Linked DNA regions of Mus musculus: regions 1 and 2 are each linked to region 3. A link is a contact called in public Hi-C and HiChIP or PLAC-seq data. All regions are on one chromosome and are shown on one strand. Each heading gives the region's core, a stretch centred on a gene start, on an enhancer-like site or on the middle of the called end of the contact. The rest is flanking DNA. Distances are from core to core; before and after follow the strand shown.

What was found. Hi-C and Micro-C count contacts between places; a contact is called where the count stands out from the background. HiChIP or PLAC-seq counts read pairs in DNA pulled down with a chosen protein or histone mark.
Region 1: a contact with region 3 is called in a Hi-C map of cerebral cortex, with 8 times the contacts expected there. The contact joins two enhancer-like sites. A contact is called at or near these places in 3 of 39 promoter capture datasets (the 3T3-L1 cell line, cranial neural crest and hippocampal neurons), 2 of 484 Hi-C or Micro-C datasets (cerebral cortex and uterus) and 3 of 115 datasets of contacts at active chromatin or transcription factors (embryonic forebrain, fetal liver and thymic regulatory T cells).
Region 2: an H3K27ac HiChIP or PLAC-seq map of DN3 thymocytes shows a contact between it and region 3, with 8 times the contacts expected there. The contact joins two enhancer-like sites. A contact is called at or near these places in 3 of 115 datasets of contacts at active chromatin or transcription factors (DN3 thymocytes, craniofacial prominence and large pre-B cells).

What each region holds. Positions count from the first base shown.
Region 1 is chrX:11,252,908-11,255,607 of GRCm38.p6, forward strand. No RefSeq gene overlaps it. Among named protein-coding and RNA genes, the nearest start is that of H2al1a, 45 kb to the right of the region's middle. Within about 2 kb of position 1,369, at least 28 of the 459 cell types and tissues checked have an H3K27ac peak or open chromatin away from gene starts, as enhancers often do. A contact at or near this core is called in cerebral cortex, where this site is marked.
Region 2 is chrX:11,593,271-11,595,970 of GRCm38.p6, forward strand. No RefSeq gene overlaps it. Among named protein-coding and RNA genes, the nearest start is that of Gm34187, 61 kb to the left of the region's middle. Within about 2 kb of position 1,406, at least 10 of the 459 cell types and tissues checked have an H3K27ac peak or open chromatin away from gene starts, as enhancers often do. A contact at or near this core is called in DN3 thymocytes, where this site is marked.
Region 3 is chrX:12,150,403-12,153,102 of GRCm38.p6, forward strand. It overlaps a transcript of Bcor not described here. Among named protein-coding and RNA genes, the nearest start is that of Gm46687, 59 kb to the left of the region's middle. Within about 2 kb of position 1,424, at least 84 of the 459 cell types and tissues checked have an H3K27ac peak or open chromatin away from gene starts, as enhancers often do. A contact at or near this core is called in DN3 thymocytes and cerebral cortex, where this site is marked.

The DNA.
Region 1 (2,700 bases), core at 119-2,618, 900 kb before region 3:
ACAGAGAGGTTTGTTTAGGCTCATGGTTGTAGATGTTAGTGTCTAAAACTGGGTAGCCCCATTTATACCAACAGTGAGGGAAGCGGGCACATAATAGCAAGAAGGTCTGTCTGGAAGACATTCAGGAGATGCTCATGTCGCCAACTGAGAAGCATAGGGGTAGGTTACAGCAACATTGACATAAGGACCTCCCTTTAGGCTTCACCTCTTAAAGGTGCACACTGTCTCCCAATATCTCCATAATGGGAACCACTCTTTTACTTATGGACTTTTAAGGGACACTCATCCAAACTATAGCAAGAGGCACTCACTGGTAGGTTTTGAATGGCTAACTGAGGTGCCTATTAACATATCAAATTGAATGTTGGCCATCAAGTTCTCCCAGCATCCCTCAGTCCCTACCTGGCTACAGGATCCTTCTGGCTGGCATACCCTACCCCCTATCCTAAACCTCTCCAGGCCATGGACTGTGCCTGACTTTTCGTTCCACCAGCTTCTCGGATTGCTATATAATCCAGCCATTTTGGTTATGCAGACCTTTAGGCCTTTTGGCCACTACTCTTGGTGTTCTGCCTCTCCCGTTTTTTTCTTGCCCTCTCCTCACATTCACTAACGTGGGATGGGCAAGGGTATATGAGCAGTATATTGACAATGCCTACTATGTTCCTTAGAACAAGGGACCAGTCCTGTCCCACATCAGCTTTTCAGGCAAGAGGACTCAAACTCTGGCCTCAGACACATGCCAGAGAAGTCTACCCTTCAGCAGTAGGTGGCAGCTTTGCTCTCTAACCTGAGGTCTGTATATGTATGCTCAGGCCCCACACAGATGTAGTGAAGATGAGAACTAAGAAGTAGAAAGCCAGTTGAGGGTTTCGAAAGAACTTGGGACCCCCAGAGAATTGATTTTCAGGGAAGGCACCATGTGCTCAGCCCCTCAAATGAGCTTGGCAGATGGGAACGTCTTTCTGTGATGCCCCTTCAGTGGATGTCATTCTCTGACTGACAAGAGAATGGCTGGCACTATTACCATGGCAACCAATAACAGCCCACCCAAAGACCCTTCTACTGACAGAAAAGATGGAGCACAAACCAGAACTCAGGAACTCCACCTCCACAAATGACAACCAGAGCCAGAGGTAGGTGGCTTTTCTTTCCTCTTGACACTGTAATTATTACCCTGATCCTATGCATGTACTCATACAAGTACTTGGGTGGCACACACACACACACACACACACACACACACACACACACAACACCCAAAGCTGGTTGGGCCTGGGAAAACAACTGTCACAATGTTGTGCTGACTTGCTGGGTAAGCAGGAACAAGTGGGTGTCTCTGTTTTCCCCTGCATGTAATGATTCAGATGGTACCAGTTCCATGGCCTCGACCGTGGGAGGAGGCAAGAGCTGACGCAAGAGCGTCTGGGAGGCATTTGGAGCATCTTGAAAGAAGTCGCTGAAAATTCCTGTTATGAAATGCAAAAGTCTTCCTTTCCTTTTCTGTTGAAACCTTTTGCAGTTTTTAAATTGCAGTTAAGGTCTTCCCAATCAGCAGTTCTTCTGAGAGCACGAAGCAAGCAGAGTCGCTGACCACAAAGTGAAGGGAAAAATAAAATGTGAATTCAAACCATTTCCTAACTTGCGGCCAGATTCCAGTTTGGACTTTAAAAGCTTCCTCTCTGGTCAGCTTCCTGCACTGACGCAGCATCCCCCCCCCACCACCACCTCCCCAACCCCCGCCTCCCACCGCTACCACCAGCAATGCTCACTTAGCTCTGAGAGACTGTGTATTCCTTGCTATTAGAGATTGAAAACAGGAAATGAAGGGGCCTATAGGGGGATGGGAAAGCTTAAAACAACTTCAGAGGACAAGCTGATGAAGTCATAGATCGTATCGCCCTGCCTTTTCCATGTCGGGTTTCTTTAAAGATAAGGTAGTGACTCAAAATGGGCTGCCTTTTTTTTTTTTTCAAGATGGAAGCAAAGGAGGATTTTCTTTAATATCCTCTTCCCTCCCAGTGTTTCCAAAGATAACCAGATGAGAGAAGTGACTCGATCCACGTGCATGTAAAATGCGATTACAGGACAATTTCCCCATTGTGGTCCCTGAGGGCTGAGGCAGGAGGGGAAGGCAGGGGGAGGCAGGAGATGAAGAGGAGGCCAGTAGCCACTAGGCCTTGCATTGTTGATGAGAGTTCGTTAAGGCCCTACTCCAGCTATAGGGAATTTTGTGACCAATGGCTGATGTGCAACTAAATGGGATGTTGTGGCCTAAATCAAGTGAATGATGGGGCCTGACAGGAGCAGGAAGAAAGGGAAAGATGCTGCATATTCAGGACCTGCCTGTGAGATGGGAGGCAATGCCATCAAAATACCAACATGTAGACATATTCCACCATTGCAGGTGCCCAGACAGTGCCAGGCCAGGCTGTACTGTCAGATGAAGAGTGGCTTGTAAGAGTCCAGGGGACCAAGGTGAAGTGGGGTCCAAGAGGGAAGGCAGGCATCCCAGCCAGGCACTCCCCTGGGGAAGGAGTAACCCCTGATGCAGATGCTGAGAGGAGCAGTCAAAGGAGAAGGGAGGGGCCTGGGAGGGCTCTATGGGAGCAAAGATCTAGGATCCCCCAGCAACGGGACCCACAGACTTCAGTTCAAATCCGATTCTGCTACAGACCTGTTCCCTAAGCCTCAATTTTC
Region 2 (2,700 bases), core at 156-2,655, 560 kb before region 3:
TTTAGTGGAGCTAGCCAGTAGGAGTCCCAGAAAGGGATGAGAGGCAAGAAGAGAGAGTGGAGTTCACTTATGCCTTACCCTGGCTCCCTCCCTGCCAGGTGCCTCCCGCAGGCTTCACTCTGCACCAAATGCTACTTTTCTAAAGACTCCCTCATCTCTTAGTTAGAGTTTCTGTTGCTGGGATGACCAAGAGGTGCAGGTGTTGAGGGGTAGGGGAAGCTGTTCCACTTACAGTTCTACATCACACACAGTCCGTCATCAAAGAAAGTCAGGGTAAGAAGTCAGAGAAGGGGGCCATGGAGGGGTGCTGCTTACTGGCTTGCTCCTCATGGCTTGCTCAGCTTTCTTAAAGAACCCAGGACCACTAGTCCCCGAATCGCAACACTCCTAGTGACCGTATTAACCCGTATTAACCAAGAAAATGCACCCAAATCAATCAAGAAAATGTACCCAATCCGGTGGGGAGATTTTCTCAGTTGAGAGTCCCTCTTCTAAAAACGACTCTATCTTCTGTCAAGTTGACTAAAACCGAGTAGCACACCTCCTCGGAGCCTGGCATCTGGCACACACTAAATCCTCTTGTTGTTTTGAGCTGTACAGCAATGATCCTGGGTTTGTATGCTATACCTGTGGCTCCCCACCTTCTACCACCCAATAAACAGTACCTTTGCAATATATAAAGCTTCCTCAGAGTAGTGTGTGTGTGTGTGTGTGTGTGTGTGTGAGAGAGAGAGAGAGAGAGAGAGACAGACAGACAGACAGAGACAGAGACAGAGAGACAGAGACAGAGCGCCACAGCACGCTTATAAAGACTGTTCTCTCCTTCCACCGTGTGGGTTCTGGGGACCAAACAAGCTGTTAGTCTTAGTTGCAACTATCTTTACCTGCTGAAACATTTCTAAAGGCCTGACACTCTCACCCCCCTACACAGTGTCACGGACACTGCAGCAGGTGCCTTCAGTGTTCCTGGAGGTCTCATACCCACTGTTCTTCCTGTCTCTGCCTGTGAGCACTCACTGGCAACAGCAGCATGCCAGTCCCCTGTCCACATCAGGTTAACACATTCCAGAGCAGAGCTCAGACACCAAGGGCCATCTCTTTCTTGGTAACAACATGTTGAGGGATGCTCCACAAAGTCTCGGCGAGGCTCTACTGAGGGGTGCCTGAGTGCCAGGGCCCCCTATGTTGTTGGATTTTGTCTTCCTTCCCTCCTTGTCTCATTTCCCACTGTGCTTCCTGGCTCTCCCACCACCACCACCACCACCACCACCATCACCACCACCACCAAGGAAACACACTGACATTTTCATCTCCAGCTCTCCCTTTGCAGGAGTCTAAGCTAAGACCAAATCAACAGGTGGAAGGGAATTGGACAGAGCTTGGCTGTGCCCACACTCGAGTTTCCCCTTCCTGAGCAGGCCCAGGGACTTAAAGACACTCAACACCAGGTGCCCAGGTGCTTCCTGCAGGGTAGTAGCTTGGGGAGACAGAGGATGGCAAGCAGCCACGTGGCCCTGGGCCAGACAGCAGAGCTGCTTTCAAGGACACAGCAATCTGTCACCGAAATTCTCCTTCTCAGCCCAGTAGAGTTCCAGCCATACCCACAGGCCAAGAGATTAGGGAAAGAGCAAGGAACATCTAAACCATGTTACTCCTTACCACTGAGAGAGAGGATATTATATGACCAGAAAATGTCAGGGGAGGGTAGCTAAAAAATGGGGAGGGGTTTTCTTAAGATGGTAAAAATATTCAAAGCGCAGGTCTGAAAGATGTCTCAGTGGCAAAGTGCTTGTGACCCGAGTTAAAATCTCCAGAGCTCCCATAATCTGGGCATAGTAACATGAATTTGTGTCCCCAGTGCTCCTACAGGGAGATAGCAGACAAAGACAGGGAAAGCCCCAGATGTCCGTGGAGCAGCTAGGCCAGTGTACATGGCATTGAACAAAGAGACCCTGTCTTAAATAATGTGGAAAGCGTGGACCAACACAAGAGGTTGTCCTCTGTCCTACACACACACACACACACACACACACACACACACACTGTGGCATATATATGCTCTCTTGCTCTCTCGATCTCTCTCTCAATCTCTCTCTCAATCTCTCTCGATCTCTCTCATACACACACACAGAGGGGAGAGGGAGAGAGGGAGAAAGGGAGAGAGAGAGAGAGAAAGAGAGAGAGAGATATTCACACACAAATAGGCACACTCGTGGACATACTCATGCATCATACACGCACCCCCCCCAAAAAATTAAGAACTCTGGTAATGGTTGCGGATAGCTGTGAATATATTAAAATCCGTTGAGTCATATACCCTTTCTATGGGTACATTTTATAGTATATTTTTAAAATCTAAACTAAGGAGACAATGAAGCACTTCACCCCTGAAGCATAGAGAAGGTAGAAGTGAGCCCGGGGGCCTTGGGATTGGACACAAGGCATTCTTAATGACAACTCTGACCCAGTCTTCCCTCACAGCACAAGTGCAAACACTTGAGAACTTCTCGGGCTTCTTCCTCCAATGATAGCTCCATCTTACAGCATTCTGATTACTGTAAGTGGAGACTTGGGGGAAGCCAGAAGCAAAATAGGAAGAAAAGCCAAGTCACACAGTCCCCTCCGAGGTCACGCCTCCATATTGATTGACTTTCTATTCCTGTGATAAACAGCATAACCAAAAGCAACTTGAAGAGTAAC
Region 3 (2,700 bases), core at 174-2,673:
TAACTTATTAGGCCTCCGAGGTCCGAGGTACAGGAGAAGAAAGCTTAGACTCTGGCAACCTCAGGCTGACTTGGTTGAGAAATGGGCTCAGGGGCCCCCCGGCACACATGCTGAGAGGCCCTTGCAAGGTTTTCATTGCTGCCTGTTAAAGGGCTTTGGGCTTCCTCTGATGAAAGGCGTTTAAGTGCATCTGGTTATGATTACAGGGGAGGAGAAAGCCAGGCGGTCTCTGGGGCTTTGGACCAGTCATCTGGCTCTGCCTTCCTCCTCCCAGCAGAGCTGGCTGCTGGTGAGGCCAGGAGGCCAGGTGTGGGGGCAGGCAGGAAGCAGAGGCAGTCAAGACCCTCCGACTCTCCAAGACGCCTGACCCAGGCCCTGGCTCTAGCAAGCGGCATTCCCAGAAACAGGCTGGTGACTCACAAATGCCAGGCTCTTCTGAGAAAGCCAAGCTGGGGTGGCGGGTGCCCACCTCTACCCAACAGCTCTTTCCTGATTTCTACCCGCTTCAATCCTGTCCCAAGAACCTGAGACCCCCTCTGCCCTGCTCCCTCTGAGTACAGCCTTTTGCCTCAAGAGTTTCTGAAAATGATTTAAAATGAAGGGGGCGAGGAGGAAGCATCCTAAAAACGCACTTTTGAAAAGAAAAAAAAAAAAAAAAACCTCACCTCAACCGGTTTTTTTTCTTTTCAGCTAGTCTGGTATAATTTTCCATAAAACAAAAGAATAAACATTACAAACGTTCGCTCACACTGTAATGAACAACCATTCTTAAAGAAGGGACGAGATTAATATGAAAAATAGGTTGTCCCAAGCCACCGTGTGTCCCGCACCTGTCTCTGTGTGTGCATAAAAAAAGCTCTTGGGGGATCGGATGGGTTAAACACCCTCTCAGTCCTAGAAACGAAAATGCATTTTCTTCTTCCCGCCCTGGTTTAATCCTGCTGCGTGTTATTATTGTCAAGTCTCTTCGCACCACCGTTTCTAAAAAGAAAACCCGTGGGTCTGCACGGCCCTCTGCCGCCTGCTCGGCTTTTATTGTGCACGCAGCAGGGTCTGCGTGGATCCAGCACGTCGTGACAGTCTTGCAGGCGCTCGCGGACACCCTCGGAATGGCATTTCGATCTGAGCTAGGAGCATTGTCTCAGAGGACACACACACACACACACACACACACACACACACAGGGGTTGCAGACCCCTTAGCCAGCCCTTCTCGTAACCCATAATTAGAGATGACCTTTGAGAAAGGCAATTAAAATATGGTAATGATCGATGCACTTGCTTGTTTCCAAAAAGGCAAATAAATAAAACAGGTGCTAGCTTTAGCCAGCTCCACCTGGCCGGGCCGGGGAGACTCCTGTGGCTCATGAATGAACTCTTTCTCCAGAGAAGCTTCAGCTACCTACGTGAGCGAGGGTTCCACCCCCTACTACTTTCTCTTCCCCTCCCCCACCCACGCTCGAGCAGCCGGGAGCTTGCTGACGGCAGCGGGGCTTTGTCATCGACACGCACACATCGACACGCACACGCACGCACCGGGCCACCGCGGGACTGCGGCGGCTGCCCTGTTGTGGCCTGGCTCACCGCGTTCTCCTCCCCGCCCCCTCTTTTAAAGAGCTGCTCGGGACCCTTTCTTTCCATCCTTTCCATGGGCCTTTGCGGCCAGTAATATGGGGGTGGGGGTTCCCTCCGGGTGCGGGATGGGCAGAGAGGACTCTGAACCCAAAAAGAGGTCAGGATACGCGGACCCCACGGCTTTGTTTTGCCCCTTGCTCCTGCCCTGAGGTCGGCAAAGCCCTCGCCAAGCTAAAGATCTACTGGCAAATAGGCAGGCGCATTGGAAAATACCAGCACTTCCCCAGGACCAAAGCGGACTGTGACCCCCTACACCCCTGAATTCACTCGGGGTTTGGTCTGGGTGGAGAGCATGTCCCCCCGCCCCCCGCAGGATCTCCCTTCCACAAGTGGCTATCCCAACCCAGACAAATTGCAGCGTCATTATGGTGGCTCCTGTTGCTTGAGGCCTCGGGGTTACTTGGGCTTCACACGCACCCCACTTCTACACTGAGGAGAGGGCCGGGGTGGGGGGGGGGGGAGAGGGGCAGGAACCCGGGATCCCTGGGGACTGCCTGGAGGAGAAACCGCATCGGGCCTTCTTCCCATTCCTCCCGGCTGCCTTCCGGGACCATGAGCACGGAGCCAGGGCGGCCTCTCGCCTTTCATTACCGGGCCTACGAAAGCAGCAGCCCAGGCAAATATGTAGCTATTAAAATTAATCGCCCTGCGTTGTCAGCTGAACATAATGCAAATTATTTATGGGCTGTCTGCGCAATATTTATCATCGTGCAGGCTCCAGGCGCTTAGTGCCTTCTGGCCTACCCCGCCCGCCCTGGCCCGCGGAGGCCGAAGATGAACGCAGGCTGCAGCGGCCCAAGGGAAGATCTGGGCACCCCAATAGTCTTCCCAGGACGAGGCTGTGTATCAGTCTGTCTTCCAGGCCCAGAGATTCACTTTAGTTTCTATCGTACATTGCTAATATTTTTGGAGGCCTACTACGTGCAAAATTGACAGGCCTGAGAAACTAAGGGTGTGTGTGTGTGTAACCATTTTAAACACACTTCTGAATCACAGGCAGGACGTGAGTTCGAGCGGCGATGCAAGCAGATCTTTGACTGCCTAAGAGAGTCTAATGAGACCTCAA